2 separate regions of the Sus scrofa genome follow, and region 2 is linked to region 1. The links are chromatin contacts, called in public HiChIP or PLAC-seq maps. All regions are on one chromosome and are shown on one strand. The core of a region is the stretch at or near the end of the contact, and the rest is flanking DNA. Distances in the headings are between cores, read along the strand shown. Region 1 holds the start of FBXL17 (F-box/LRR-repeat protein 17). Region 2 holds the start of TMEM232 (transmembrane protein 232).

Region 1 (3,137 bases), core at 246-2,745:
ATAACCAGGCTTTACCTAAAGGAAAATAGATGCCATCTGAAAGGAACTCTTTCACTTTCTTGCCAGAAATGTTCTCCTATTCATCCTTGATTTATCCTTTTCCCTTTCCTTCTGATCACAGCAAAGACAGCATCTATCCCAAGGTAATCAACATTCTGTCTTCTCAACATTCGTTTCATATGATCTCTTCTCATTTCCCTACCTCCTCCCTTATTCTGGCTCATTCCCATCAGCATTTCCAATTTTTCCCTTGTGAAAACTAACCCCTCAACACCAGGTACTGCTCTAGTTATTGCCATATCTCTCTGGTCACATTTTAGTGACACCTTCTAAAGGGTTGCCTGCAAAACCTATTTCCTCTTACTCATCTGGGTCTCCAAAGTCTGCCTAGAACTGTTTATCGCACAGCAGGTACTGCATAACCATTTTTGAAGTACTGTATATGATGGATGAATAGCTGGGACTCCAAGGGCGCAGATTATAAATTCATCTATAACTTGCAGTCTGGGATGTTGAATGACTCACTGGGTTTAGAAACTGTGTATAGATAATTTGATATATGCTTTCATCTTGAAATAGAATTTTGGAAAGTCAGTAGTCATCACAAGCAACAAGTATTTTATTTAATTTTAATTATTTTTTTGTCTTTTCTAGGGCCGCACCTGCCGCCTATGGAGGTTCCCAGGCTAGGGGTTTAATCAGAGGTGTTGCTGCCAGCCTACACCAGAGCCACAGCAACACCAGATCTGAGCCGCATCTGCGACCTACTCCACAACTCACGGCAACGCAGGATGATCCTTAACCCACTGAGCAAAGCCAGGGATCGAACCCGCAACCTCCTGGTTCCTAGTCGGATTCGTTAACCACTGAGCCACGACGAGAACTCCCACCAGCAACAAGTATTAAAACAAATGGAGAAACACTGCGGTGCTGCACTACCAGTGCGCCCCTCACGTGAGAACAGGGGTCCGCAACAGACCAGAGGTGCGCATCTGTCATTCCACCAGAAGGGGTCGGCTGGGACCCAGGTCGGCCTTCCGGTGGAACCCAGTTTACACCTCCTTAGAGGTCCTGGTCTTCAAGTCCGGAGGTGGGGGTGACGAGAGCCAAACGCCTCCCGGCCAATGGCAGTTCTTCAACTTACACCTACAGACGTCAGCGCTGCTGTGCCGACGGATGTCACACAGCTGGCTCGGAAGCGTCTCCTCCCGCCCCGCAAAAGGGGCGTGGGCTCTGCAAAGCCTGGGGCGACGGAAGGGAGGGGCGCTAGCTCCTCCCTGCGAGCCCCGCAACCTCGCCGGCCCGCTTCCCAGCAGTCCCTGCCTAGCGGCCGTCCCGGGTGAGCAGCCGAGCGCTCGTGCCCCCGCCCCGAGCGCGCTGCCGCCGCGGCTCCGCCCCCTCCTCCAGCGGGCCGCGCGCTCCTGCGGCTCGGAGCTGTGTCGCGGGCGCGCGCGCGGCCGGCGGAGCCGCAGTTAAAATGGTCCTAGCAGGACCCCCGCGTTCCCCCAGCCGCCGCAATGACTGACTGAGCCGGCGGGCCAGGCTCGGACTGGTCACCTAGCTGAGAGGCTCGCTCTCTCCGCCGCGTCCCCAAAGCTCGCGCCTATCGTTCTCCCGTCTTCCCGGGGCAAAGCATGTAGCCCCAATCGGGCGCCGGGCTGCCCGCAGCTGACGCCCCCCCCGCCCACCGTCGTGTGTGTGCCTGTGTGTGCGTGTGTGTGCGCAGGGCAGGCGACCCCGCCGCGGGCCCAAGGCCGAGCCAGCGAGCGGCCTGCCCCGCTGCCGGGAGCCCGGCTCTCCGGGCCTCCCTCCTTCCCTGTCCCGGTCCCCCTCCTCGGGGCCTTCTATATGGGCCACCTTCTCTCGAGGGAGCCGCGTAACCGCCCGAGCCAGAAGAGGCCTCGCTGTTGCAGCTGGTGCCGCCGCCGTCGCCCTCTCCTCAGGCTACCCCGCCGGACCCCGGCCAAGGCGCCCCCGCAGCCGGCGGCGCCCCGGAGCCGGGACTGCTTCTTCCGCGGGCCCTGCATGCTTTGCTTCATCGTGCACAGCCCCGGCGCGCCCGCCCCCGCCGGCCTAGAGGAGGAGCCGCCGCTCTCGCCGCCGCCGCGGGACGGGGCCTACGCCGCGGCCGCCTCCTCGCAGCACCTGGCGCGGCGCTACGCGGCCCTGGCCGCGGAGGACTGCGCTGCCGCCGCCCGCCGTTTCCTGCTATCCTCGGCCGCCGCCGCCGCTGCCGCCGCCGCTTCGGCCTCGTCGCCCGCCTCCTGCTGCAAAGAGCTGGGGCTAGCCGCGGCCGCCGCCTGGGAACAGCAGGGCCGGAGCCTCTTCTTGGCCAGCGTGGGGCCCGTGCGCTTCCTGGGGCCGCCTGCAGCCCTGCAGCTCTTCCGGGGACCGACGCCGCCTCCGCCACCGCCAGCCGAGCCCCCCACGCCCCCCGAGATGGTGTGCAAGCGGAAGGGGGCCGGGGTCCCCGCCTGCACCCCTTGTAAGCAGCCCCGCTGCGGCGGGGGGCCTGCGGCGGCGGCGGCAGCGGCGGAGGCCCTACGGGAGGAGGCGCCTCGCCGCCTCGGCCCCCCGACGCCGGCTGCTGCCAGGGCCCGGAGCAGCAACCGCAGCCTCTCTGCCCCCCGCGCTCCTCTCCCACTTCGGAAAGTGCCCCCACAGAGGCCAGCGGGGACTCGGTCCGAGCGGGGGGCACCGCCCCCTTGCCTGCCCAGCAGCAGCACGAATGCGGCGACGCGGACTGTCAGGAACCCCCCGAAAACCCCTGCGACTGTCATAGGGAGCCACCCTCGGAAACCCCAGACATCAACCAGCTGCCGCCATCCATCCTGCTCAAGGTGGGTCTGGGCGAGTGGCGCAGGGATGCGCGCTTTCCCCCAACCCCGGCCCCCGCCTGGGAGGTTTTCTTTCTCCTCCCTCTAAGCGCGGAGGAGGGGGTTCCCTGACAGCCGGGAGCTTTTCGAAGGGGAGTTTGGGAACCCAGTGGGTTGGATGCTTAAGGCCTATTTTTTGAAGTAGAAAAACTTGGGGTCTATTGAATATCTTGTATCCTGGGTCTGTTTTGCACAATTCAGGGTTCGTCTCTTAGATTCCTAGACCACTGTTTAGAAACTATTCGTAGGTTTTGTGTGAAA
Region 2 (3,137 bases), core at 284-2,783, 2.0 Mb before region 1:
GACTGGTAATTTGTTGCAATTGATGTACTTATATTGACGTGTCATAATCACCCAAAGCCCATAGTTTATATTAGCGGCCACTGTTGGCACAGTCTATGGATTTGGACTAATAATTTTTTTTTAAATGTCAAAACTGCAAAGGAATTCAGAAGACTTATTTCGGTGCCTATTATGAACAAACAATTCAGGATTGATGTAGTTCATCAGGATTAGTTAAATTCTCTTTAGAAGTTTTAAATTTTTTTTTACTTTTTTTATTACTCAAATGAATTTATCACATCTGTAGTTGTATAATGATCATAACAATCTGATTTCACGGGATTTCCATCCCACAGCCCAAGCACAAAACTGTCTCCTCTTGGAGATCATAAGTTTTTCAATGAATGTGAGTCAGCATCTGTTCTGCAAAGAAGTTCAGTCTGTCCTTTTTTCAGATTCCACATGTCAGTGAAAGCATTTGATGGTGGTGTCTCATTGTATGGCTGACTTCACTTGGCATGATAGTTTCTAGGTCCATCCATGTTGCTAAAAATGCCAATATTTCATTCTTTTTAATGGCTGAGTAATATTCCATTGTGTATATGTACCACATCTTCTGGATCCACTCCTCTGTTAATGGACATTTAGGTTGTTTCATGTCTTGGCTATTGTAAAATTGCTGCAATGAACATCGGAGTACATGTGTCTTTGCAAGTCGTGGTTTTCTCTGGATAGATGCTCAGGAGTGGCATAGAAGTTTTAAATTTTTTTAAGGCAGTTTGTTCCACCAGGACAATCCCTGCTCATTACTTTTGAATTGAATTGGAATTGCTCTCAGTAAAACCCTTGTGAACTTTTATTTATTTATTTATTGTCTTTTTGCCATTTCTTGGGCCACTCCTGCGGCATATGGAGGTTCCCAGGCTAGGGGTCGAATGGAGCTGTAGCCACCGGCCTATGCCAGAGCCACTGCAATGCAGGACCGAGCCTCGTCTGCAACCTACACCACAGCTCACGGCAATGCCGGATCCTTAACCCACTAGGCAAGGCCAGGGACCGAACCTGCAACCTCATGGTTCCTAGTCAGATTCGTTAACCACTGAGCCACGATGGGAACTCCAAACCCTTGTGAGCTTTTAAAGTTGCTTGCCCGTTAGTAGACATAGAAATATTGTAAGGATTTAAGTTAGATAATTTCCTTGGCCTCTACCTTTAAAATTAGGCATCACTCTGTGTTTAAATTCGCCCTCTTGTGGTTAGTACATATAGAACACCCTGGATGGCTTTGCTTATGCGCTAACCTAACTGAGAAGGACACCAGCGGGTCTGGGTCTGGCGTTCTATGTAAAAAGGATTTAGGAATAGCATTTTGATTAAAAGCCATAGTTACCCTCCTATAGAGTGCTTTTATTTTTAAATTTAGATTTTTTAAATGATTTTATTTTTTGCTGCAAAGACTTGCCTCTCCTCCGCAGCAAAAAATAAATGCGAGCATAACTGTGGCGGAGGGAGGTGGGGAGTCGAATTGCATTCACACGTCCTGATTGGCTAAGCGCTGGTCAGGAGAGTCTTAAAAGAGCAACCTTCCAACTCTGAGAGCGCCTCCCACAGCGTCCTTAGCAACCAGTGCCGGCCCCCAGCGACTTGGAGCGCTGTGGTGAGTGACTGCCCTGTCCGGCTTCTGACGACTTGAGAGCTAAGGTTATTGCCACGTTTACCATCCCGGGGCGACCGGGAGACCACAAATGGGTGCACCGAGTCTTCTTTCTTACGGTTCTGTAGCTCTTGCTGTTGGAAGACGCCTTTACTACTCACTTGCGCCCCCAGCCCAGGCGCGACATGCAGGCCTCCCTTAAGAATCTAGGCGGTCTCCTTGCAAACACTCCAGCGGAGGCTTGAGTGAGAAGGTGGGGGATCAGCCACCAGTTTCATTTATTTGATAGGGAAATAACTCTTTGCCAGGGAGACTAAAGGAGGTGGAGAAACTTTCCCACTGCTATCAGTGGGGGAATTCTTTTAATCTTCTTTAGACCCAGACGTTCTCTGGTAACCCTTAATTCAGAATCCCACTTGCTCATTGAATAGTTTTCAAGTCCTTTTTTTTTTTTTTTTTTTTTTTTTGGTATTTTTCTAGAGTCGCACCCGTAGCATATGGAGGTTCCCAGGCTAGGGGTCTAATCGGAGCTGTAGCGACCGGCCTACGCCAGAGCCACAGCAAAGCTGAATCTGAGCCGCATCTTCTACCTACAACACAGCTCACAGCAACGGGGGATCCTTAACCCACCGAGCAGGCCAGGGGGGAACGCGAAACCTCATGGTTCTTAGTAGGATTCATTCACCACTGAGCCACGACGGGGAACTCCTCAAGTCCTTCTATATTTGATGAAATTGCACCCTCCCCCCCCCCCCACCTGCCCGCCCCATTTCCCCAGCCCTCCTCAGATTTTTTTGGACTTCAAATAAGTCCAAACATTTGGAGAGGTGGACAGTGGGGGTGGGAGTGGGTGGAGGATCTTTGAAGATGTGAAATAAATGGATTTTTAGAAAGGTAATTAATCTTGAGAAAAGGGCACAAGTTGTTGATTGGAAAAATGTCTAGGAAGAGGTGAAGTGGTGGGATCCCTTCTTTACCTTATCTCGTCAATATATCTAAATGGATCTAGCTTCTTGGTTGTTTTTGGTCAATTAAACTACTCTTTCCTTAAGGTTAGATTCAAAATCTTGTTTTCACCAGTTTGTTACCTATCCAAAGGCTTACTATAATTTTAATATTGCCTAGTTCTCAGAAATTGTTTTTTAAAGCATACCTTTCCAACTTTGTTTGAACTTAAAAAAATACACTAGGGATTAATGTTAAAACTTAAAAACAATTTCTGGGTCCTTGACAGATAGGTGTAAAACATCTTATTCATATTTAATTTGATTTTTTTTTTTTGTTTTTGCTTTTTAGGGCATATGGAAATTCCTCGGCTAGGGGTTGAATCTGAGCTGCAGCTGCTGGCCTATGCCACAGAAGCAGCCAAGCCACATATGAGTGTGTCTGCGAACTACTCTGCGGTTTTGTGGCAATGACAGATGCTTAATCCACTGAGCAAGGCCAGGGATTGAACCTGCATCCTCATGGATGCGAGTCAGATTCGTTTCTGCTGAGCCATGAC

Evidence for each region. HiChIP or PLAC-seq counts read pairs in DNA pulled down with a chosen protein or histone mark.
Region 2: a contact with region 1 is called in an H3K27ac HiChIP or PLAC-seq map of skeletal muscle, with 8 times the contacts expected there. The contact joins the promoter of TMEM232 here to the promoter of FBXL17 in region 1. A contact is called at or near these places in 1 of 5 promoter capture datasets (liver) and 2 of 2 datasets of contacts at active chromatin or transcription factors (alveolar macrophages and skeletal muscle).

Annotation. Positions count from the first base shown.
Region 1 is chr2:113,478,922-113,482,058 of Sscrofa11.1, reverse strand. FBXL17 (F-box/LRR-repeat protein 17) reads left to right here and starts at 1,495. Exons shown (of 10, transcript XM_003123817.6): 1 at 1,495-2,509; 2 at 2,512-2,840. The coding sequence starts at 1,849.
Region 2 is chr2:115,522,071-115,525,207 of Sscrofa11.1, reverse strand. It overlaps TMEM232 (transmembrane protein 232), which reads left to right and starts at 1,533. Exons shown (of 14, transcript XM_005661576.3): 1 at 1,533-1,636.